Linked DNA regions of Sus scrofa: regions 1, 2, 4, 5 and 6 are each linked to region 3. The links are chromatin contacts, called in public HiChIP or PLAC-seq and promoter capture Hi-C maps. All regions are on one chromosome and are shown on one strand. Each heading gives the region's core, a stretch centred on a gene start, on an enhancer-like site or on the middle of the called end of the contact. The rest is flanking DNA. Distances are from core to core; before and after follow the strand shown.

Evidence for each region. Promoter capture Hi-C pulls out the DNA fragments that hold promoters and counts their contacts. HiChIP or PLAC-seq counts read pairs in DNA pulled down with a chosen protein or histone mark.
Region 1: an H3K27ac HiChIP or PLAC-seq map of alveolar macrophages shows a contact between it and region 3. The contact joins the promoter of NANOS1 here to the promoter of TIAL1 in region 3. A contact is called at or near these places in 1 of 47 Hi-C or Micro-C datasets (epiblast stem cells) and 1 of 2 datasets of contacts at active chromatin or transcription factors (alveolar macrophages).
Region 2: a contact with region 3 is called in an H3K27ac HiChIP or PLAC-seq map of skeletal muscle, with 5 times the contacts expected there. The contact joins the promoter of SFXN4 here to the promoter of TIAL1 in region 3. A contact is called at or near these places in 2 of 2 datasets of contacts at active chromatin or transcription factors (alveolar macrophages and skeletal muscle).
Region 4: a promoter capture Hi-C map of liver shows a contact between it and region 3, with 3 times the contacts expected there. The contact joins the promoter of GRK5 here to the promoter of TIAL1 in region 3. A contact is called at or near these places in 2 of 5 promoter capture datasets (fetal liver and liver), 2 of 47 Hi-C or Micro-C datasets (embryonic fibroblasts and mesenteric adipose tissue) and 2 of 2 datasets of contacts at active chromatin or transcription factors (alveolar macrophages and skeletal muscle).
Region 5: a contact with region 3 is called in a promoter capture Hi-C map of liver, with 6 times the contacts expected there. The contact joins the promoter of SEC23IP here to the promoter of TIAL1 in region 3. A contact is called at or near these places in 2 of 5 promoter capture datasets (fetal liver and liver), 3 of 47 Hi-C or Micro-C datasets (epiblast stem cells, liver and skeletal muscle) and 2 of 2 datasets of contacts at active chromatin or transcription factors (alveolar macrophages and skeletal muscle).
Region 6: a contact with region 3 is called in a promoter capture Hi-C map of liver, with 4 times the contacts expected there. The contact joins the promoter of FAM45A here to the promoter of TIAL1 in region 3. A contact is called at or near these places in 2 of 5 promoter capture datasets (fetal liver and liver) and 2 of 2 datasets of contacts at active chromatin or transcription factors (alveolar macrophages and skeletal muscle).

The regions. Positions count from the first base shown.
Region 1 is chr14:128,960,666-128,964,416 of Sscrofa11.1, forward strand. It overlaps NANOS1 (nanos homolog 1), which reads left to right and starts at 1,646. Exons shown (of 1, transcript XM_001928298.4): 1 at 1,646-3,542. The coding sequence starts at 1,710. The coding sequence ends at 2,564. LOC106506135 (a long non-coding RNA gene) reads right to left here and starts at 1,238. Exons shown (of 6, transcript XR_002338735.1): 1 at 1-1,238.
Region 2 is chr14:129,073,864-129,077,659 of Sscrofa11.1, forward strand. It overlaps SFXN4 (sideroflexin-4), which reads right to left and starts at 1,935. Exons shown (of 14, transcript XM_013983797.2): 1 at 1,436-1,935; 2 at 325-390. The coding sequence starts at 1,474.
Region 3 is chr14:129,464,884-129,468,872 of Sscrofa11.1, forward strand. TIAL1 (nucleolysin TIAR) reads right to left here and starts at 2,267. Exons shown (of 12, transcript XM_003133196.4): 1 at 1,737-2,267. The coding sequence starts at 1,768. LOC110256777 (a long non-coding RNA gene) reads left to right here and starts at 1,300. Exons shown (of 2, transcript XR_002338744.1): 1 at 1,300-1,512; 2 at 1,917-3,989.
Region 4 is chr14:129,112,008-129,115,955 of Sscrofa11.1, forward strand. It overlaps GRK5 (G protein-coupled receptor kinase 5), which reads left to right and starts at 1,926. Exons shown (of 16, transcript XM_001928584.6): 1 at 1,926-2,493. The coding sequence starts at 2,442.
Region 5 is chr14:129,756,431-129,760,333 of Sscrofa11.1, forward strand. It overlaps SEC23IP (SEC23-interacting protein), which reads left to right and starts at 1,849. Exons shown (of 20, transcript XM_021073464.1): 1 at 1,849-2,103. The coding sequence starts at 1,941.
Region 6 is chr14:129,005,053-129,008,930 of Sscrofa11.1, forward strand. FAM45A (protein FAM45A) reads left to right here and starts at 2,157. Exons shown (of 9, transcript XM_013983795.2): 1 at 2,157-2,303. EIF3A (eukaryotic translation initiation factor 3 subunit A) reads right to left here and starts at 2,116. Exons shown (of 22, transcript XM_001928342.6): 1 at 1,873-2,116. The coding sequence starts at 1,921.

The DNA.
Region 1 (3,751 bases), core at 396-2,895, 500 kb before region 3:
TGTAAAGCCAGATCCCTTCCACTGCTAACATTCTGATTCACTGATTCATGCTAATATTAACTCATGCCAGCCCTAGGTTCTGAGCATCCCCTGCCGGGCCGTCCTAAACCTGCTGTGCACAGCCAGACCCATAAGCCTAGCCTCACACCTAGTGACAGCTGCGACATCAGCTCCTCCAGAGAGGGGAAGGGAAACCCTGCCGGGGCCCCATGAAGCCAACCCTGCCTGCCAGCTAAGCCACCAGAGGAGGCATTTTCCTTGTTCCACAGTACCCTACAAGAATGCTCCCAGGAGAGTTAAAAACCCAGCTTTGCCACAGCCATGGTGTAGGTTGCAGCTGCAGCTCGGATTTGATCCTTGGCCCTGGAACTTCCATGTGCTGGGGGGGCAGTATATGGAATAAAAAAAAGAATGCTTCCAGCAGCTAATACCTTTCCTACTTTCCATTTAAAAAAAAAAAAAAAAAAAAAGTATTGCCCTTTCTCCTGGGAAGGGCATGACCACCTCACAGCCATCTAATCAAAAATCTTCCGATTTATTTTCCATTGTTTCTACAAAAATATTTTATGCATTTCAAAGTATTAAATAGTGACGCTGAATATGCTTTGTTTTTCAAACTGCACATACAGCTCAGATTTTAATAGAGATGAACCCCGGAGGAGGGGGCGGGAGTGACGAGCTACCCACACACCAATCACTGTCCTAAGGCTGGAAGACTCTCTGGCCTAGCCCTCATTCCTACCTAAGTCACTAGCTAATGTCCACCAGGGTATCAGAACATCTGCTGGGAGGTGCTGCGTGTTGTAGGAAAGCCCTGCGTCCTTCCACTACTTCCTAGGCAAAAACCATCGTAACCTCTCTGAACCTCAGAGGTCTGCGCGAGGATTTCACCCAGTGGAAAGCTCTCCAAAGCACCGTGCAAACGGAAGTTACTCGGCTGTTGGGCGGTTCTGACTTGAAAACTGCATCCTTAGATCGCGCCAAGTCCTGCCTCCCCACAGCTTTGCTCGCTGATGCTGTGGTGAGAAGGAAAGAAGAGAAGGGGTTTCTCAAAAGGCAGAAGCTCGTCCAGGACACTAAAGGCTGGAGGTGGGTCTCACCACCCGGCCGCGGAAGATCCAGGCCTGGTCACCTGTTCCAAACCCAGGCCTCAAAGCTCAGGCGAAGACAGGCCCCAGCGGCCGCCGCTCGCGTGCTCCTCTCGCCTACTTTCTCCTCCCCTCCCAGCTGCGCGGGCAGGGCACGCCCCCTCCCCGGGATTCACCAATCAGCGTCCGGAGCGGCGCCCGTGGCGCAGGGGGCTCTGGTCCGCAGCCAATTAGCGCCGCGGCCCGAGGCGGCGCCGCGCCCACCCCCTTCCAGAATGAAAGCCGCCCGGCAGCTGGCGAGGCTGGCGCAACGCTGGGGGCTCGGGGGCCGCGCGGGCTGGAGCGGAGCGCGCGCACTGCCCGCCCGCCCCCCCCAGCGCGTCCGCGTCCGCGTCCGCCTCCGCTCCGCCTCAGTCCCGGGCGCAGGCGAGGTGGCCGGGGCGGGGGAGCGCAGGGGCAGGGCCGCGGCAGCGAGGCCGGGGGGCGGGGAGGAGCGGGGCCCGATAAAAGGCAGCGAGGCGGCCCCACCCCGCTGCAGGCCGGCGGGCAGGCTCGGCGCGTCCTTTCCGTCCGGCCCGCGCCGGCGGCGGGGAGGCGGCGCGCGCGGCCCGCAGCCCGCCCATGGAGGCTTTCCCCTGGGCGCCCCGCTCGCCCCGCCGCGGCCGCGTCCCCCCGCCCATGGCGCTCGTGCCCAGCGCCCGCTACGTGAGCGCCCAGGGCCCGGCGCACCCGCAACCCTTCAGCTCGTGGAACGACTACCTGGGACTCGCCACGCTCATCACCAAGGCGGTGGACGGCGAGCCGCGCTTTGGCTGCGCCCGCGGCGAGGACGGCGGCGGCGGCGGCGGCTCCCCACCCTCCTCTTCCTCCTCGTCGTGCTGCTCCCCCCACGCGGGGGCCGGGCCTGGGGCGCTGGGGCCCGCGCTGGGGCCACCCGACTACGACGAGGACGACGACGACGACAGCGACGAGCCGGGGTCCCGGGGCCGCTACCTGGGGGGCACGCTGGAGCTGCGCGCGCTGGAGCTGTGCGCGGACCCCTCGGAGGCCGGGCTGCTGGAGGAGCGCTTCGCCGAGCTGAGCCCGTTCGCGGGTCGCGCCACCGCTGTGCTGCTGGGCTGCGCACCCGCCACTGCCGCCACCGCCGAGGCGGCACCGCGCGAGGAGCGGGCCCCGGCGTGGGCGGCCGAGCCCCGGCTGCACGCAGCCTCTGGGGCGGCCGGCGCCCGGCTGCTCAAGCCCGAGCTGCAGGTGTGTGTGTTTTGCCGGAACAACAAGGAGGCGGTGGCGCTCTACACCACCCACATCTTGAAGGGACCCGACGGGCGAGTGCTGTGCCCCGTGCTGCGCCGCTACACGTGTCCCCTGTGCGGCGCCAGCGGCGACAACGCGCACACCATCAAGTACTGCCCGCTCTCCAAAGTGCCGCCGCCGCGCAGCGTCAGGGACGGCCTGCCCGGCAAGAAGCTGCGCTGAGGGCCCGGACTCCGGTCTGCTACTGCCACCTGACGCCACCAGGGTCGCCGCCTGCCCAATGTCTAGTTTGGCCTGCGCACCATCTCTCTCTCTCGCTGCTGAGGAGCGTGGAGCTCAGCTGTTGGTTGAACTTGAGATGTACTGATTTTTTTTTTTTTTTTTTCAAAAGAACCCGGCGGTACTGAGTCCTTTCCTGTCGAAGAGCGCTTAAGACTAGAAGCTAAAATCTTGATTTGTTTATCTCTAGTTTGTGCACATCCAGACGGTGAAGGCTGGGTGTTCGTTCCACTAACTGAAATGTGGCAACTTAGAAGTGTTTATTTACTCTATACGTCAACCTATTTTAGATGCGCATCAGTATATGAAATTGTCTCAATCTAATCTTGGATGTTTAATTTTATGAATGGAGGCACTTTACTAGGCCTAGAATATTTTTTTAAAAGCCTCTAAACTGAACTTAACTGGCGATTTTATGGAATGTCAGCAAAATGACTTTTATTGTTTGAAACAAGTAATAATATTTCTGTTGTCCTTAATCAGTTATTCTAATTCCAGGTGAAGCAACCCTCACCTGCCTGGTAGCATCATTAAGTGAAGGCTTAGTAAACTTTCCAGTGTTAGTTTGGGTGGGTGTTCCCCCCGTGGCTTGTTTCTGTCCTAGCTGGAGGTGTAAAGATGTACAATCTGTGGCAGGTAGAATACAGCTCCTTATCCTTTTATGTACCACATCTTTTATTACTGAACGAGCAACTAGCGTTTCCCATCTTTCAAAGTCGTGCCAGGTTATATAATATTGTGTATACACTTGGAAATGGTGCTGTTTAAAAGAATTTGTGTATTTATACAGTAACAGTATATGAATTCATTAATCTTGTCTTTCACTCTGGTACTTGGCCTTTTGTCTGTATACCTCCACCTCGCCATTTCTAGTTCAAAAATATTTGATTATTGAAGATCAAATGGAGCCGTATGCACTCTGATGCTCAATTCCAGTGTTCCTAAATAGTGGAAGGCTCATTCCAGCTGTGGCCTCTTGAACTAAATGTAAGATGGAATCCTTTGAGCTCTGGAAGGTTAATGTAATAACCTGTGCTCAGGGAGGTGCCACTCTGGACTCTCGACTTTAAACATCACAGACCCTCCTCAGACCTATATAAACACTAATTAAAGTAACTGAGGGCATGGGG
Region 2 (3,796 bases), core at 685-3,184, 390 kb before region 3:
CCTCCCCTAATTCCTTGCTACAGCTGCCCTTAGAGCCCAAGGTCAAGGTCTGTGACTAGCTTTGGTCTGTCCTCATTACTAGGGAGGTTTATTTTGATCCTCTTTGAAAACCACCAGCATCTGGCCCAAGGCTTGGTACTACCTATTAAATGAGTGTCCGTTTTTATGTACCACCCTTCCAATCTGACAAGCTCATTCAGAAGGAATAAAAACATAATAAAATATATGGACTCTGTTATCTCAACTGCTTTCAAAAGGGAAACACAGTCTTCACGCTTCAGAATAAAATGTGGAAAAATCACTCTCTCCGAAAATAATACTTACAATTGAAATGACCAAATTTGTAGGATCCAATAATTCTGTCCACTGAAGAAATCTCTGAATAAAAGACTTAAGAGGGGCAGGAGCAAGAGATCAGTTAATGGCAGCAGGAAAACAAAGATTTACGACAATAAAAACAGTTAACATTATTTTGGGGAACCTAACGGCTTTCTGCTTTTTTTTTTTTTTAAAGGGTCGTACCCTCTGCATATGCAAGTTCCCAGGCTAGGGGTCGATTCGGAGCTACAGCTGCCGGCCTACACCACAGCCACAGCAACTTGGGATCCCAGCCGCGTCTGCAGCCTACACCACAGCTCACGGTAACACCAGATCCTTAACCCACTGATCCAGGCCAGGGATCGAACCCACACCCTGATGGATCCTAGTCGGGTTTTGTCAACTGCTGAGCCACGAAGGGAACTCCCACACAGTATAAAAAAGAAAAAACAAAAAGGTGTGCTGTATGTGTAAAACATACACAGGATTTCAAAGACTTTCTAGAGAAAAGGATGTAAAAGATCTCATTCACAATTTTTATATCGATTACATGATGAAATGCTAATATTTTCCGTCTATTGGGCTAATGCAATATATTATTAAAATTTAAATTTTAAAAGCCACATTTTTAATTTACTAGATTTACATTTACTAGAAAGATTTTAATGATCTCTGTAGCTCCCATCCTACTTCAATTAGACAGCGCCGCCCTAGCCACTGCCTGGAGGCGGGGCCCGGGTTACTTTTCCACGACGGCGGCTGGTCTCACAACTGGGCAGCTGGGGGTTCCCGGGAGGACCTGTTCCTCTCCAACAGCTTAGGCAGCAGAGGGCAGGCCCCTGAGTGGTGGAGACTGACTCCTCAGTTCGTGGGATCTGCAGGGTGACACTGTGCGACCTTCCCCAGCCAGGCCTCGGGTAGAGGCGACGCACGGTTACAGCCGTGGCCCTCGGCATCCGGCAAGCTTGGGTCTCCCTTCTTCCCGTCCCAGGGGGTGTGATGGGAAGGCGGGTGGTGCGACGACGTGGCCTTCTCAAGGTCACAGCGGCCAGCGGCGACTCCACGCCGAGAGGCCCTCGCCCTCCCCATCCCCAGCCGTGCCGGGCCCAGGCCGTACTTGACGTTCAGTGATCCAGAAGCGCACGTTGGGCTCCATGCGGGCGGCGCCGCTGCACTCGGCCGCCTGGGCCCCGTGCTTCCTCCTCCTCCTCCTCCTCCTCCTCCTCCTCGGGCTCCTCTTCCCGGGACTTAAGCGCTGCCAGGAAAGGCCGCGGTCGCCGGGCTGGGCGCGGAGGAGGAGCCGGGCGGCGAGCCCCGCCCCGGGCGCGCGCGTTCCCGGCCCGGCTCCCTGGGCCCGCGCGCCCGCTCCTCCCACTCCCGGCCCGACTGCCTGCTGCTCGGTGACTCCACGCTCCAGCGCCCCGAGCGTGGCAAGCCCATCCCTCCCACCCGCCAAGTTCTCCCAACCTTTCTCTGCTCTTCCGGGTAGCCTGGTCGCTTCCAGGCCTGGGGGCGGGGGGGTGGGGGGGTCACCTATCAGAGCCCTCCTGTCACTGTACCTACTGAGAAGACCAGATCCGGTCGCACGTGGCGCCCTCCACCGCCCTGGCTCCTGCAGCGTCTAAACACCCAGCCCAGGCTTTTAGATAGTACCCTCGAAAATCCCTTCACTTCACAGAATGGACAGTCAGGACTGCCACATAATTTGAGTGGCCCAATGAAAAATGAAAATGTGGAGCCCTTAATTAAAAAAAAAAAAAGAAAAGAAAAGAAAGGAGTTCACTTAATGGCTCAGTGGAAACAAATCCGATTGGTAACCATGAGGTTGCAGGTTCGATCCCTTGCCTCGTTCAGTGGGTAAAGGTTCCTGCGTTGCCGTGAGCTGTGGTGTAGGTCCCAGGCAGGGCTCTGATCCTGTGTTGCTATGGCTGTGGTGTAGGCCAGCAGTTGTAGCTATGATTCCACGCCTAGCCTGGGAAGCTCCAAATGTGCGAATTTGGCCCTAAAAAAGAAGGAAAAAAAAAAAAAAAAAAACCTGCAGGAGTTTCCCAGTGGCTCAGCGGGTTAAGGTTACCACATTGCCACTGCGGTGGCGAGAGTTGGCTCCTTGGCCCAGGTACACTGGCGTGAGGGGGTGGGGTGGCGAGCAAAAAATAAAAAAATAAAAATTTGAAAAGATTGAGGAGTTCCCCCTTGTGGCTCAGTGGTAAGGACTAGTATCTATGAGAATGAGTGTTTGATTCCTGGCCCTGCTCAGTGGGTTAAGGATCTGGCATTGCAAAGAGCTGTGGTATAGGTCACAGACAAAGCTCAGATCTGGTGTGGCAGTAGCATAGGCCAGTGGCTACAGCTTTGATTCCACCACTAGCCTGGGAACCTCCATATACTGTGGGTGCGGCCCTAAAAATAAAAAAAGAACAAAAAAAGTTTAAAAGGTTAAGAATTTTCAAGGAGTTCCCTTTGTGGCTCAGTGGTTAACAAACTGGACTAGGATCCATGAGGACATGGGTTCGATCCCTGGCCTTGCTCAGTGGGCTAAGGATCTGGTGTTGTCATGAGCTGTGGCGTAGGCCGCAGATGCAGCTTGGATCTGATGTTGCTGTGGCTGTGGCGTAAGCCAGCAGCTGCAGGTCCAATTTGACCCCTAGCCTGGGAACTTCCATATGCCAAAGGTGTGGCCATACAAAGAAAAAAAAAAAAAAAAGGAATTTTCAAAAGCTGATGTCAAAGCATTAAACAAAACCCCCTGGGCCCTTTTAAGTTAAGTGTGGGCCCCTGCCACCAGCCGGTGAAGCTAGCCCTGCTTTCAGTGCATTAGCTCTCTGCCCGAGGGTTTTTCCTCAGTGCTGGAGCAAATCTAGCTCCATCTATTGGATACCAGATCAAGCAGGGCCCATTTGGAGAGAAAAATATACCTTCGCCTTCTTCCTTAGCACCGGGTGGGTGGGGGTTGTTTAGGGGTCCTCCGGCGTCCTGAGTCAGGGAGCCAGGCCCATCCATTACTTGGTCGTGTGACTCTGATCAAATCAGTACCTCCAGTCTTTCTCATCTGGAAAATGAGGATAATTGCACCAATTTTGTTTTTGTTGAGCATCAGATGCGACAGAACACGTAAAGCCCTAACACAGAACTGGGTCCATTGTTAGTGCTGAGCCCGGACCACTAACACCCAGCAGGCCTGTCCTCTCCTTTGCCTTGCTTCCCCCGCCAGGAACATGAAACCCGCTCATGGTTTGCTTCAGGCCCACTTGGGGTTTTAGCTCCACTTTTGGTCACTTCAATTGGCTCACTTTATAGTTTGTTGTTGTTTTTGTCTTTTCAGGGCCACATCCACGGAATATGGAGGTTCCCAGGCTAATCGGAGCTGTAGCCACCAGCCTATGCCAGAGCCACAGCAACGCCAGATCCGAGCTGCGTTTGCGACCTACATCACAGCTCATGGCAATGCCAGATCCTTAACCCACTGAGAGAGGTCAGG
Region 3 (3,989 bases), core at 1,017-3,516:
CACGAAAATTTACCAATTATTCAGTAACTATTAGGATGCAATGGTGACATTTCAGATTTTTAAATACAATGTAACTTTTATCTTTATTAAACACATACTAGCTAGACCTAAATCCAGCTTTCCCAGATGCTTCCATCAAAGAACACACTGCTAACTAAATACCAAGTCTTGACTTCAACAGATGTTAGGGGACAAACTTCATGTTTGTCCCAATTCTCTCTCTTCTGGGAAAATAGAGCAGAAATGGAAGACAACACAGGACATAAATACAAAACTTCTACCAAGCAGGCTTTCCATTCAAGTATTTGATGTGCTTAAGTTGGCCTCAAATTCTCAAAACAGTATAGCAGATACTTTAGTGAGACATTAAAGAAATAGGAATAAAAAAAATGCAACCCCCCCCGCCCCAACAAAATGAAAATCCCAACTATCAATATTGAACATAAGACATCTATTTTCTGGACTGAGCAATCTTTCTTTGGCAGGAGTAGAGATCAGAAACTAGTCAAACTTCCTGAGCACCCTTCCACCTGCATCTATTCCCCAAAAAGTAATTACCCCATCAGACAGCAGAGCCAAGTGAACTATGGTCATATAAACACCAGGCAGAGCCAAGAGAAAACAAAAGCAGCGTTCTGACTGACTCCTTGTACTCGAAGCAGGTGTGTTGAGCTTCGTAAGGCGAGGAAAACCCAGTGCCCAACTTAACACATTTAATTAGACTCACACTTAAAAAAAAAAAAAAATGCAGGAAAAAAGAAAGGAGTGCCACACTAGTTGGAAAGGAATGCAAACGCTGAGTCATCACTCTTCATTAGGAAAGGAAGGAAAGCGGTGGGAAGATGAAATTCATTCATTACATTTGGGCTTCAGGGTAAAGAGCAACAGCAAGGTGGAAGAAAAAGCACTCAAAAGACACACATCGAATAGCTGATAAAAATATCATTTTATCCAACTCCGAAGGGCTCGACGCAGAAATAGATTAGGTATGTAATAGAGAAGGTAGCACCAATAGAGCAAAAAGCTGTTTAACAACTGGTTGTCAGTTTAGCGTAGGTAGCGCTCAAAGTAAACTTCGTCATCCAAGAAAGGAAAGATGCTCCGGCGGCAAGAGGCATCCCTTTTGCACTTCAAAAGTAGCGGGCGCTTGGCGAGTGTTTCTGACAGCGTGGGCGGGGGCACGTGGGGCAGAAAGAGAGTAGGGGCTTGAGTGGCGGAAGAGTGTCCGGCTTCCTCGCAGAGCTTAGCTTGGGAGAAGAGCCGGGAGCGACTGGAGCTGGGGACGTGGAGGGCGTGAGTGCTAATTCCTCGCAGCACGCAGGGGATGTGGCCGCAGTCCCACCCCCAGTCCCACCCCCACCAGGCCCAGCCCCCGTGGGGACCGGCAGCTCCCGGCCCAGCCCAGGGCCCCCAAAGCACAGGGGGAGCAGGAGCTCTCCCGGGCCTGACAGACTCTGCCGTGCAAAAGCCCGGCTCAGGACGGGGTTGCAAAGAAGGGCGCGAGAGGAAAAGGTCGAAACTAGCCCCGGACCCCAGGAAGTGACTGTGTTTGGGGGAAGGGAGGGCTTCCTTCCCAAGGAAAAAGGGACAAATGAGGAATGCACTTCGCGTCCGCGCCACCCCAGCTAGGGAGCCGCCGAGAGTCCTGGCTTCGGCCCCGCTCTCTTGCTCCCTCCCATAGCATCCCGCAGTGCCCGGGCCTCTAGGCGCCTGGCACCCCCCGTCTGGGTACTCACAGAGTCCGGGGCTGCCCGTCGTCTTCCATCATGGTGGGTGCGACGGAGCGATCCCGGGACAAGGGGGAGGGCAGGGCTGGGGAAGGGAGGGGGTGGGGAGGAAGGGGAGGGGGGCTCCGGGCACCGGCTGGGGACAGAGGAAAAGGCACCGAACCCTGCTCTCGGGCTCTCTCCCCCCAGCCCGCTCCGGACACTGCGCTCCAACCAGGAGGAGCTGGAGGAGGAGGAGGATGAACAAAATGGCCGCCGCCACCAGCCAGGCAGGAAACGGGGCAGAGCGCAGGCGCGGCCCGCCAGGTCACCGCTCAGGCCAGCCGCGACGGCCTGAAAAAGCGGAGAACTGAGTGGGGAACAAAAGGGGCCACTGAGGAAACCTCGTGCCCGGTCACGACGGATCACGTCGTCGTTACTCGCCGGCTGGCTAGCGAAACCCAGCCAGCTCAAGAAGAACTCGAGAAAAAAGAGAACCGCCGTAAAACTGAAGTCTCTGGGAATTGTGGTCCTGGAAATGAGAGAGGTAAGCACTTCCCCGGAGGACTTCTGGGAACTGTAGTCCTGAGGAGCCGGAGCCGCTCTGGGAAGCGAAGAAGAGACTTCTGGGTAGTGTAGTCGTACGTGAGACGTGCGGCGACCAGGAAGTCGGCGTGCTGGGAGGGGAGGGAGAGAATAAAAGCGACGTTGAAAGGCAGGGAATCGAGCTGGGAAAAAGCGGCGTCGGAGAAGTAGACTGCAAGTCCCATAGTGCCTCGCGCTGGGGGCTGTCCTAGGACTGCTTCAGGCATTTTAAGACTCTTCTGTTGGCTCAGCGTGGGCTGCTGCTCCGCCTCTGTCCAGCCCAAGAGCGGTATCTTCAACTGCGGCTAATTCCGTGCTCTGGCTCCGCGTGGCGTCCAAGCCCGCAGGCCTTTCTGGCCCTCCTCTATTCATCAAAACCGCCCGCCCGCGGTCGCCAACTGCCGCCCCGCGCGACGGGCGGAGGGGCTGGGGGGTTCCTCCGGCCCAGCGCTGAGCTGGAAGCTGCGCTCGCCGGGGCCCCTCCGGCTTTCTCAACAGCCCGCCGATTCCTCCTCTGGGCTTGTTTTCCCGCAAATAGGTATTCTACCCTGGGTAGACGGCTTCTTCATTCGTTATCTCATCGGATAAGGGGGTCAAAAGAGCAGCCCTCCACTAAAATGACTCATCGAGTTGGTGTAAAGAGGGCGATAATGCCCTTCTGCCCCTCATTTAGTTATTAGAGTGAGTCTTTGGGCAGAGACGTGCACAGACTTAAGGCTGTGTTTACAGACATCCATCCATCCATCATATGGACGGGGAATGAAGTCTTGCTCGAGTATGTGGGAAACCCCGTTCAAACTGGCTACGTAACCTTGTAGAATTTGTTTTTTTCACCGGCGGCAGTTCACCCTACGCTCCCACTCCTTCACCCCACCCCCAAGCGTCTTTGGGAGAATGCTTTTGAGCTCGTACCCCCTCTTGTAGGTTAGTGAAGTGAAGGATTATAACGGCGAAGAAAGATTTTTCATCCTGTTGCCAGAGCTAGAAGGTCCCAGGTAAACTGTGCCTTGAGAGTTGGTTTTATAAACACTACCACTGACTCCTAATCCTGTGATGGGGGTCAACCGTGCAGCAAAAACGTTGTAATGTCAATATGGGGAGGAAGAAGTGGGGGGTTCAACCTGGAAGGCTTCATAAGACCTTGAGAAGAGAGTTGAGCCCCCTGAGTCAATGGGAACGTCAAGGGGCACCGAGGCCAGGACCCATGGGTAAAAAAAGTGTATGGGTTTGGTGGGGGGAGAAGTGGGGGAAGGCATGGAGTAGGAATCTGGAGAGCTAAGTTAGAAAGGTGGGCAACGGTTTTATAGCACCATGTTGTTAAAGATGGGTACCAGGCTGAGGAGTTTGGGGCTTTGTCTCCCAATCAATGAGGAGCTATTCAGAGGTTTTATTTTTTTTAATTGAACCGACGTCCAGAGCTGTAACCATCATCATCCAATTCATCATTGATCCACGCCCACTGTGTTAATTTCCTATTGTTGCTGCCACAAACTTAGGGACTTAAAACAGGACTATATTGGGAGTTCCCATCGCGGCTCAGTGGTAAACAAATCCGACTAGGAACCATGAGGTTGCGGGTTCGATCCCTGGCCTTGCTCAGTGGGTTAAGGATCCGGTGTTGCCGTGATCCTAGCTGTGGCTCTGGCATAGGCTGGTGGCTACAGCTCCGATTGGACCCCTAGCCTGGGAACCTCCATA
Region 4 (3,948 bases), core at 676-3,175, 350 kb before region 3:
GGTGTAGGTAGCACATGCAACTCAGATCCTGCGTTGTTGTGGCTGTGATATAGGCCGGCAGCTGCACCCCTGATTTGACCCCTAGCCTAGAAATTTCTATATGTGGTAGGTTTGGCCTTTAAAAAAAAAAAAAAAAAAAAGAAAAGAAAAAGAAAGAGAGTAAAGAGTAGTGGAGATTATGGTTAACTGCTGAGCTTTGTTAAAGTGTGGTCCATGGACCAGCAAGATTGACTGAAGCTTGGAGTTCGTTAGAAATGGCTGACTCTCAGGATCCACCTTGGACCAAATGAAACAGAAGCTGCATTTTAAGATCCCTTAGGTGATCTGTATGCACAAGAAAGTTTGAGAAGGCCTTTGTGGAGCACTAGCCATCTAAAGGTATTCAATTTTAGCCCACTGGTTGGTGAGCTCTGAGATACTGCCAGCTCTAGGATTCTGTCTGAGAGAATCTTTCACTGTAAGTTAGGGCTCTGGGCAGGTGCACATGTAAGCCAAGGCCAAGGCTGGGATGCTTCGAATAATTTCTTAGAGTGGAAGATGCCTGAGGTGTCATCTGCTCTGCTCCCTGCCTTCTGACAAGCCAACTGTTATTGCCCCCACTTTGCAGACAAGACTTGTGAGGCCCAGGGAGACCCACTGACCCATATGCAGATACAAGGAAGTGGTGGTGGTGGGTACACTCTACCACGAAACAAGACAATCCTGCGCTGTTAAATCAGTGACCGTCCACGTTTCCAAGGCCTGGAGAGTCTATTCATTTCTTTGTTTTCTCCAGTGCACAATAATTGTTCTCCCTTTCTCTCTCTGGGCGCCTCCCTCCCACTTCCAGGCAACCCTGGGGTTGGAAGGCTTTCTCCTTTAGGACACAGAAGGCCCGGGGCCCGACTTCTGAACGGATATCCGGCCTTCAGGATGCAGATGAGGCAAAGGCCTCATTGTTCCTTAGGGCCAGCCCTCCCCTCAACTAGACTGGAGGATAACTCATCGCAGACCCCAGGTGTCCCAAGTCCCATTTCCCAGGAGCGGGGGCCTTGAGACGAAGCAAGGGACGCTGAGCGCAGATCTGGGGTCTGATGTCCTGAACATACAGTGGAAAAGCGCTAAGAGCCCCAAGATAAATAGGCAAAGAATTTGAAAACTAATTCCCAATACCGGCCGGGTGCTGTTTCTTATTAACGTTCCTGACTCCAGCGATTCCATCTGTGTTTTTATTGATGGGAATGAGTTTGCATGTAATGACGAGCGGTCATTTGCGGGCCTCGGGTGCTGGAAGGCAGGTTATTAACAGGACCAGCCGCTTACCACGCCGGAATGCACGCCCCCCGCCCCGCCGAGAGTTGCAGCCCGGCAGCGCGGGAGGTTCCAGGCGCAGAGGGCCAGGAGGTGGTGCCGCGGTCCGCGTGGACTCGCCGCTGCACATCCACCCCGAGGCCGCCAGGGGGCGCTCGGGCTGCGCGGTTGCCGGTGCCGAGTCGCCGCCGACTCATAGACCCCTTCGCGCCCTCGGAGGAAACAAAGTACACCTTTGTCAGCAACCGAGCGCGTGTGCGTCTGAGACGGCGCACAGTGGCCGGTCGCCGCGTCCAGGGCCCGCGGGCGCGCCTGGCCACCGCCTCTGGGCTGCAGCCCCCGCGTGGGCCCGGCGTGACCGGGAGGAAGGGGGGTGCAGCGCGCGCTTGGGCTGGCTTGACCTCCCTCCAACCCCGGGCACGCTCCGAGGGGCGCCCAGGACCCGCACCGGCTCCTGCCCGGCCGCAGCACTTCGCCCGCCGCCGCCGCCGTGGTCCGTGCTCTTCGCTTTCTGGGTTCTCGGGAGGGCCGGAAGCGGGCGAGCCGGAGCCCCGGGCGTGGACGTGCGAATCCGGGGCTCCGGCTCGGCCGGACTGCCTTTGCTTCTCCCGCTACCCTCCGCAGCCGCGGACCACCCCTTATCCGCGCCCGCCTTCGGAGTACAAGTCTCAGGGCGGCTCGTGGACTCTGGTACTACAAGTCCCAGCAGGCCCCGCGCCGCGAGCGCCGAGGCGGGAGGCGCGGCCCATCCTGGCGCCTGCGCTGTGCAGCCGCCCGAGCCAGTTAGTACCACACCCCCGGGAGGGACAGAGGGGAGGCAGAAGCATCCGAGGCATTAAAGCATCCGAGGGAGCCCGAGGGGAGGAGAATGGAGTGACAGAGAAACGCGGAGGGTGGGGGGTGGGGGGAGACAGTTGAGGGAGGGGGGAGGGGGGACACAGAGGGAGGAAGAAGCGGCGGCGGCGGCTCCTCTTTGCAGAGGGGGAAAACTCCGAGGGATAAGAGCCGGAATAATGCGGTAGGCAAGGCGGGCTGCTTGCTCCCGGCTCCGGCAGCAGCGGCAGCAGCCCGAGCAGCGGCAGTAGCAGCGGCAGCACCCTTAGGAGCTGACAGCCCCGCCGGCCGGCTTCCTCGCTGACCGCCGACTGTCAATGGAGCTGGAAAACATCGTGGCCAACACGGTCTTGCTGAAAGCCAGGGAAGGTAAGAGGCAGGGCTGGTGCCTGGCGCATTCGCCGCGGGCCGGGGTGCGGGTGTCGGGCGGCTTGTGGGCTGGGGCTGTGAGTATGCAGGATGCCCGCAGTGAGTTGGTCGCAAGCAGGACACCTCAGAGAGCTGCTCTGCAAACACTTCAGGGTTCCTGCCCTAGTGCTCAGGGAATCTGGACTTGGGCAGAGAAGGAGAAACGTTGAGGTTGCAGGGATTAGGATGCTAAAATATCCCCTAGTTTCCAGCTCTAACCTTAGCAGATCGTGCCATCTCGGCAGCTGTTGAAAGGTCAGTTGGAAAAGCATTCATTCAGGAAGAGATGGGCAAACATGCAAGTGAAATAGCTTTTTCGAGTCGGCCCAGGATGGTTGTGCGAGTGAATTGGTGTGCGCTGGGGGTGGGGGTGGAATTAGCAGAAGCCAAGTCTTTGCTTGCGCAGGCAGAGTTGATATAGGCTATTGCTGGAAACCATCCGCTGGGAATGTTTCTTAGGGAAATCCCGTCGTGTGGAAAGAAGCCTTTTAATGGCAAAGTAAGATGTTGAGGAATTCGTTTGTTCATACAGTGACAAGAGAGAGTGACTGTACAGATCACCTAGAAAATAATGAAGGATTTCAGGGGTAGGTTTTTTTTCCCCCTTTGGGGAGGGGGAGAGATAAGTGAATTTTTTTTTTTTTTTTTTGGCTCAGTTAAGAAGAGAAAGGTAAGTGTGCTGATGCTTGATGCGTTTCGGATGCAAATCATTAGATTTTCTGCACTTGGCTGGTAGGGAATATCTTCATGGAGTGGGTAAGATTCCAAGTCAAGAATATAAACACTTTTTGACTCTTCCTTGAGATGGGAAAAAGAGAAAAGAAAAAGAGAAAGTGGCGCAGAAACTTAGATGCTTCCGAAGTGATTGCATGAGGTAAACATACATATTTAGGAGCACCTGGAATTTATGTAACATCTCTTTTACCAAGATTTGAGCTCTGGGTGCAGCCTTTTTATGAAGGGGGAAGTGGTTTTCCCTTTCATGGGAGGAGGCTTTATTTGACACCCACGGTAGAACGCAGCCTGACTATGGTTTTGACTTCAGAAGAATACTGGGGGAATAGCCCACGAAAATATCTTACCTTTTTAATATTTTCATTCACCCACTTTGATGAATGAAGGAAGACTTTCTGGCTAACAATAAAACGATTCATGTTTATTCAGCCGGTTTCATCACCTTGCGGCACTGTACACGAAGAGTTAGTAGGTGATGCACAGCCCAGCGGCTTCTCCAGGGTTCACACCGTAATTTCGGCTTCACTTGTCTTTAAAGCAGTAACCTGGAAGGTTTGCTTTGACAACTCCAGCGGAGTTGAAAATATGCAGGTCGGTCCCTCCCATCGTTCAGCCTTGGTGTGAACACTTTTAGGAGAGGCTGTTACTTGGTGACCTAAGGATCTAAGGGCTGAATGTTTT
Region 5 (3,903 bases), core at 599-3,098, 290 kb after region 3:
CTCAAATGTGGCATCTTAAAAGTATCCTTACATACTGTAACTTTATCTGTAATTGTCTCTTACCACCTCCTCCAACCCCTCTCCTCCAAGCTTTTCTGGTTAACTTCTACTCATGGGTTTTCAGATTCTCGACTTCAATATTTCTTCTTCAGGAGAGACTTTCATATCACTCCAGACAGGGTAGGCCTTTGTGGACGGTCTGATTGTTCTAAATACTTGCTATCCTTCCCCTAGAAGGGTTATACCTCCCTCTCCCGATGGTGTCAATATTCCACATAACACACTTTGGGAAATTCCACATTAAAACTTTCACTACACTTCAGTTTATTGTTATTGTGTGTTTAGTTGTCTGTCTTCCTGACCAGATTGTAAGTCTAAGAAGGAAGGGTCCTGTGTCTATCTTATACACCACAGTATCCCTAGCATTTAGTATAGTGCCTTGACCACCCATAGGAATGACAAAGACTCCTTGACCAAACACCAGCATGGCTACTAGTAGCTCAAGCACATGTCCCCAGGATGAACCCTGTCCACCTTAAAATCCCTGCCTAAGAAAGGCCATCATTGCCAGGGGAATTTACTCTTCCAATCCAAACCAGGTGATAGGCATATGGCCCCCTCAACCTCCCTTACAGCAGTTACTTTAAAAAGCTGCAATGACAAATCCTTTCGCCCCTTCGAGATATAAATCTTGTCACTCAGAACTTCTTCTCAAGGACCTGAGAGCTGTCTCCTCCCAGCCTCCTAGGTACCTTGCTCTCACTTGTACCACTGCCTGTCATAAAGATATGGAAAGTTTATTTCTCCTGCTGGTAAGTGCCAATTAACAAACCCAGGTGGACCAGTGACATGGACCAACACCCTGTGGCACCCTCAGTGCCTTTGCCTTAGCACATCCCACAGCCTTTTGCTTTGGGGAAGTTCAGTTCAGTTCATGATGCACCCACTTCCCTAACGCAATAGTTATTACTGAATAAAATTTATCCTTACTGCTTTAGACTAGTGTCTGGCTTTGTTTTTCTTTGACAGTAAGCACATTACATCGTTATTGAATTAGTTAATAAACAGGTACTATATAGGTGTGAACAGCTACGGGAGAGAGTAGTTTCATTATGCCCAATGAAATCTTTTGGGATTTCTTTATCCCCCCTCCCCCACTCCGAGAGGTTGATAGTTATTTTTTCTTTCATAATCTCTAACTTTGTGAAAGATTACATTTATATCCAAATTATCCACAGTGCATTTTAGAAATAACCTAGTCGGATTTTGTAGACAGGTATTAAAAAGCTATTTAAAAAGTCACATGCCTAATGTCAACTCCATAGTTTCTCTTAAAAACATTTTTTTTTCTTTCCTTTGGCGTAAAGACTTCAGAAGTTTTACCATTTCTATTTTTTGGCTAATGACAAGAGTTCAGTCCAGCCCAGGAAGACGCGTGGGCGGGTCAGATGTGTGTGCTAGAGTGGCTGTGTTTGGCTAGACCTTTGCTACAAACGGCCCACACTTTTTCTTCCCTCTGTCTGGTACCTGCGCCTGCCGGCTTCAGCAATTCTTCAGTTATCCAGTTAACCGCCCCTGTGGATACTTTTAGGACGCCCAGAGCACCCCCGCAACCCGAGACTTTCGGCGTCAGTTCATGCCTTAACCAACTACCCAAAGCACTCCTTCCACACTCCTGCCCCAGCCTGGACCAGCGTTTCCACCACACCCGGCCTGCGGTCGAGGGTGTCACGTGCTAGGACGCGGGCGTGAAGCCAGCGCCGCCATGTTGATCTCTGGCAGCCTCTGAGGGGTAAGGAGACTACAGCTGACCAGCCGCACGGAGTTCCGGCACCTTGTGCGCAAGTGCGGAAGTGTGTTGGCCCCGACTGTGTTCGGTTTCCGGCCGGTGGTGCGGCACCGGCCAGTTGGAGACGTGTAACGGACGGTGGGCTGCAGCCATGGCCGAGAGGAAACCTAACGGTGGTGGCGGCGCCGCCTCCGCGTCTTCGTCGGGCACCAACTTACTCTTCTCCTCCTCGGCCACGGAGTTCAGCTTCAACGTGCCCTTTATCCCGGTCACCCAAGCCGCCGCTGCCTCGGCCTCCTTGCTCTTGCCCGGAGGTAGTAAGGAGAGGGGGATCTGGTGGGGCAAATGTGTGGGGGGAGGTGAGCAGGGGGCGTGGGGCAAAGAGGGTCGGCCGGGAGGTTTCCTTCTGCCTGGATCCGACCCTCTGGGTAGCTTGCCAGGGCCATCACTGGCCAGGTTTGAGTGGCTTGGGACTTTGGGATCTTGGGGACAGGAACCAAGCTCTTTGTCGAAGGAACCCTCTGTTCTGAGTGCTGGCCACTCCTGCATTGTTCCACAGATTTTTGTTGAACACCTAGTGGTGTGCCAGGTGTTTGCAGGACTGAAAACAGATAGTGCCCCCTCTACTAGGATACAGTAGGATATCTCCTAGGACTGACAGCTAGCTACCCTCTCTTAGGATAGACACATAGTATTTGCCAAGTAGAGGTACAGAACACATCTTTCAAGGCAGTGCATCACTTTCTCTAAGGAACTGTTGCTTGTTCTCTTAGGTCCCTGCTCCTACGTGCACCTTAGCTTTTTGTTCATATCATTATTGTCTAGGGAGATTGCTTTTTAGCAGTTATGTGGCATAACCCAGAGCTGGTGTTTAGGAACACGGACCGTGTTCCAGCGTTAGCCCTGCCAGTAACTCTGTGTGACCTCAGGCATATTACTTTACCTCTCTGTGCTTCATTTTCCATATATGTACAGCCTTCTAGGGCTGTAATGAGAAGTGCATTGATTTTTGTAAAGCGCTGAATATATTGTCAGGCATATAGTGTTATGTAATGTTTGCGAAATAAACATCTTTCTCTCTGTTTGGACTATAGTTTGTAGCTATGACTTATTTATGCCTAGCACATAGATCCTCAGAAAATGCTGAATGTTTTCCCATTGAATAATTTATTCTTGCTTGGAAGACTAAGGAAAGTTTCATGGAGAAGTGAAGAAAGGCAAACGGGAAGCAGCGATAAATGGTGGTTTCCCTCCCCTTGTTGAATGTTCCTTCTTGGTGTTTATCACCACCTGACATGTACACATATTTGTTTAGTTTATCCCACTAGTATGTAAGCTTCATGAGAGTAGGAACTTATACCTAGAGCAGTGCCTGGTATGCTGTAGACCAATTTTTTCAATAGGAAATTAATGAATGAATCAAAGGATGAGAATCAGGAACATGTATGTCTTATTTTGATAGTGTGGCTGAAAGGTTTGACATTGCCATGTTTGGTGAAGTGCCAGGTGTTTGCTGGAGCAGAATGCTTTGAGAGATTTCAGGAATAAATAAGGCCATACATGAGATTTTCATGTCATCCTCTGCTTCACAAATGTTTGGGTCATGCCCATCTTCCTCCTTGTTATATAATGTTTTGTTTGTGTCTTTTACTATCAGTAAATGTAAACATCTTCCTTGTCAAGTGCAGGATAACTTCCTTGTCCTGAAAACTATTGTTTCTTGGAGGTAGTTTATTATTTTAATAAGAAAATTAATTTTTAGAATGCAATTTTGTTAGCAAATATTTTTCTACTTTTAGAAAAGATTTGAGAGCGTCCCTTTAGGACTTAGCAGGTTAAGAACTGACTAGCATCCATGAGGATGAGTGTTCAATCCCTGGCCTCGCTCAGTGGGTTAAGGATCTGGCGTTCCTGTGGCTGTGGCATAGGCTGGCAGCTGCAACCCTATTCAACCCCTAGCTTGGAAACTTCCATATGACACAGGTGCAGCCCTAAAAAAAAAGAAGAAGAAGAAAAAAGATTTGGTCATCAGAAGCCTATTCAGAGAATTTCCAGAGACAGAAGGAAAACCTGTCACATTGGAAGCAAAGTTAATCATGTCAGCGAAGGAGACA
Region 6 (3,878 bases), core at 907-3,406, 460 kb before region 3:
AACCCACACTAACAAAATTCAAATCCCCATCCCCATCCCAGTGTCCCTTTTTCATCTTGCCTACTTTAATTTCAGATGTTTTCTCCAAACTGTCCCTCATAAACCAAACCTATTTCAACTCAAATTCTGAAAAGATTAAGACGTCACACATCATATAGCCCTTCTAATTTTAAGTAAGTTATTGAAACAGTAAATTCACCTAAAGATTCAGAAGGGAAGAGTGAAGGAAACAAGGCCTGAACACATCATATGTAGTATATTTAGGCCATCGAGATTACACTGCTTCAGCCTATTAACCTGAGGCAAAAATGCCTGTTGGTAAAGCATTCAAAAGACCATATAAAACAGATCTGCCATGGCAATTACAGCGGTAATTTCACCAAAGCCATTTGGTATACCCTGATAATAATTCTCTAAATTTCAAAACATCAAAAGAATTTTTCCAAACTTTGCTAGTTTATTTTGTAGGGTTAAATCTCCATTTCACTCTATTTTCTTTCCTACAAGTTAATCAACATCCTTAAACTTCTTGCCTGTTCTAATAATTGGTTTTTAAAACAATTACACTATTCCACAGAATGTGGCATTATCCTATTCCACAGACTGTTACGTCTCCCCCAAATTGTTACTTCTGGTTAAAATAACAAGCATGTGACAAAGAGATCTCTAGCCCTGACAGATTATCAGTAGTAATAATTGTATACAGACTAAAACTGACCTTTTCATAAGAGGATTTTCAAACTAACAAAATAAGCTCGCAAGCATAAAACTGTGACTGACACGGTATATTCATCTCCAGTACAGATGAGAACCAACCCTTGTTTGAGTAGAGGAAAGGTGAAAATATGAGCAATGGATACACTAACACTTATAAGCCCTAAATAATAATAAAAGTTGTTTAAGACCAGAGGCACGTATATTAGATTTGCACTTCCATAACGTCAACGTAATAAATGCCTCTTGAATAGACCGGCACACACACAAGTTTCCCAAAAGCTCCAGTGGCTTAAGTACACAAACGGAAATAAAAATCGCAAGCAGCAGTGCCATGGTGGGGAAAAAAAGACCGATCTGGAAGTTAAGAAACCTTGGTTTGGTCTCCAAGCTCAACAACTAACTCCCAGAGTGACCTTGGACAAATCTGTCTCTCTAGGCCTCACTTTCGTTATCTTTACGAGAGAACTTGAAGTCTCTCTCATAGTATTAACTCTGTCCCAACTTCTGAGAGTCGAAGTAAGCTGCTGACTGCCAATAATCAATGCCAGAAAACACAGGAAACCAGTTAAATGGGTCAGAGTCCCCGAAGAGGAGACAGTGGCCAGAGGGGAAAGGGACGTGGACCCTGACCCAGAAGAGCGAGGCGCTAGATTGGGGGGGGGGGGGCGCCCGGAGGTGTCAGCGGGAGGGCCGGAGGTGGGACCGCCGGCTCCCGGCCGGACGGGAGGTGGAGTCGAGGTTCTCGCGTGCATTGTCCCCGGGAGGGAGCCATGTTTCCTCCTCCCCGGCACTCCCAGATGGCGGCCGGGGGCGCGGAGCCTCAGCAGAAAGCCCGTGGTCTGGAGGGCAAGCGGAGGCGGGAAGGGAGAAGCTCCGGCCCGGGTAGGCCTGTCCCAGGAGCTGCGGCCCAGACGGCGGCGGGGGGAAGTAGGGTCCCCACAGCGACGGTTCCGGGCTGCGCGCCTCTCACCCCCACGTCGGTTGGAGCGAAAGAGGCAACATGCCCAACCACGGGCTGGGTCGGTGGCGGGCAGGCCGCATCGGCCTCCTGTGCAGCTGCAGGCGGGCAGCAGAGCAGAGAGAAGCAGTCCCCGGCCCCGCGACCTCCCAGGCCTCGGGCCGCCCCAGCCCGGCGCGCCCCGATCCCCTACTCACCGTTGGCGCGTTTGAGGGCATTTTCCGGCCTCTGGAAGTAGGCCGGCATCTTGGCGGCAGGCTCAGCTCACCCGGCGTTAGCGAACTCCTTAGGGGCCCGGGCCGGGAGAGGAGACGAAGGGGAACCAGCGCGAGGCTCCACGCGCCTCGCCAGCAGTCGCCCGCGCCCAGCCGGCCAGAGACGGAAAGGAAGAAGCCACGTGACCCCCGCGCGGCGGCGCCGCCGCCGCCGAGGCCCCGGATGTAGAGGCGGGTCTCCGCGCACGCACCGCCTCTCCCCGCGCGCAGGCGCGTTGGCGTCACGCGTGCCCGCTGACGTGGCGATGGCAGGCGTCCTTGAGTTCCGTCGCCTCTTCGGGACTCCGCTGGGAAACGTTAGGGAGCCGGTTGTCAGGCCTTTCGCTCCTGGAGCGAAAATCGGAGTGGGCAAGGTGAGAGTTGGGTCAGAGCTTCTGGCTGGCGAGAAGGCAGGTGTCTGCATAGAGTCGTCCCTAACTTGATTTATGCAAAGTTTTTCGAAGTTACCGTCAGGTCGCTCTGCCTAGGGAATGGCCTGACTTGGCTGCATTAATTGCCAGATTGGTTCATTTAACAAAAATACGTTGGGCAGATATTAGGCCAGCAATACTTGCCACTGGGAGATTGTGGTGACCTGTCACATGGCAGACTAGCATGAGGAGGGATGTAATAAATAACTAAACAAATAAGCGATCTTATTTCATATCTAGGTAAAATTTTAAAGCTGGTGACACAGAGGTTGCCTGGTCCCTCAGAGAAGGCGAGTTTTGAGCCGAGACCTGAAGGATGGGAATAGACTGTTAACAACAGTCTGACAGGGGACAAAAAGACCTGCAGCAAAACAGACCCTCAAAATATTTGAAAATATATGCGAGTGTTGTTGCCTTTATATTCAGCACATATCGTAAACACATGTAGGAAAAATGAGTGTTAGTGAAAAAAATCCATATATAACAGGCCCTTTGTTACAGTCTTATTATTGATTAATAATTTTAATGTGAAAACATTGTACGTAGAACTTGAAAGCCATTTACACTGAAGCTAACCATTCAAGCCTTGTGTGAAATTAAGATGAGTTCAGAAGAAAAATTCAGAAAGCACCAGTGGAATAAATTGTTGCAAATTTATTACGCATTTTGTAATAATAGATGGGATATGTGAATTGAGAGAGTGCTACATTAAGGAGTGAGGAAACTACAGTACCTGCGCACAGAAAGCATTTCCCCTGCATTCCTTTGCCTCATAAAAAAAGATTGTTCTATTTAACTTTATCACTGTGAAGAAAGAAAATTTCTCTTTTCTTTGTTGGGGCCCTGTGTGCAGTGGCTGCAAACAGCAGCCTGCCAGGTGATGTCTGCAGTTTGTCGCTTGTCTGGGTTGCCCTAGGGGATATAGGAGACAACCCTTTCCAGTGGACATTCATGATAGGCATGCTGTCCCCTATGTAGGCTCCAGACAGGTATGCCCCAGTGCCTTTGCAAAGCCCAGGGCACAGTGGCCAGGGTCCACATTGCTCAAGTTATAATGTCCACCTGCACCAAAGCTGCAGAACAAGGATCCCTATGCAAGGCCAAGTTCAAGTTTGCTGGCCGCCAGAAGAGCCACATCTCCAAGAAGTGGAGATGTACTAAGTATAATGAGGATAAATTTGAAAACATGGTGACAGAAAAGCAGCTTATCCCGGATGGCTTTGTGGTCAAAAGATCCCTAACGGTGGCGCCTGGACAAATGGTGGGCCCTGCACTCATGTCCTCCTTATGCCCATCAATAAACCCTACTTTCCAGAGTTCCCCTTGCGGCCCAGCAGAAATGAATCTGACTAGCATCCATGAGGACGAGGGTTTGATCCCTTGGCCTTAGCTCGGTAGGTTAAGGATCCCACGTTGCCATGAGCTGTGGTGTAGGTCAAAGACAGCAGCTCGGATCCCGTGCTGCTGTGGCTGTTGCATAGGCCAGCAGCTACAGCTCCTATTTGACCCCTAGCCTGG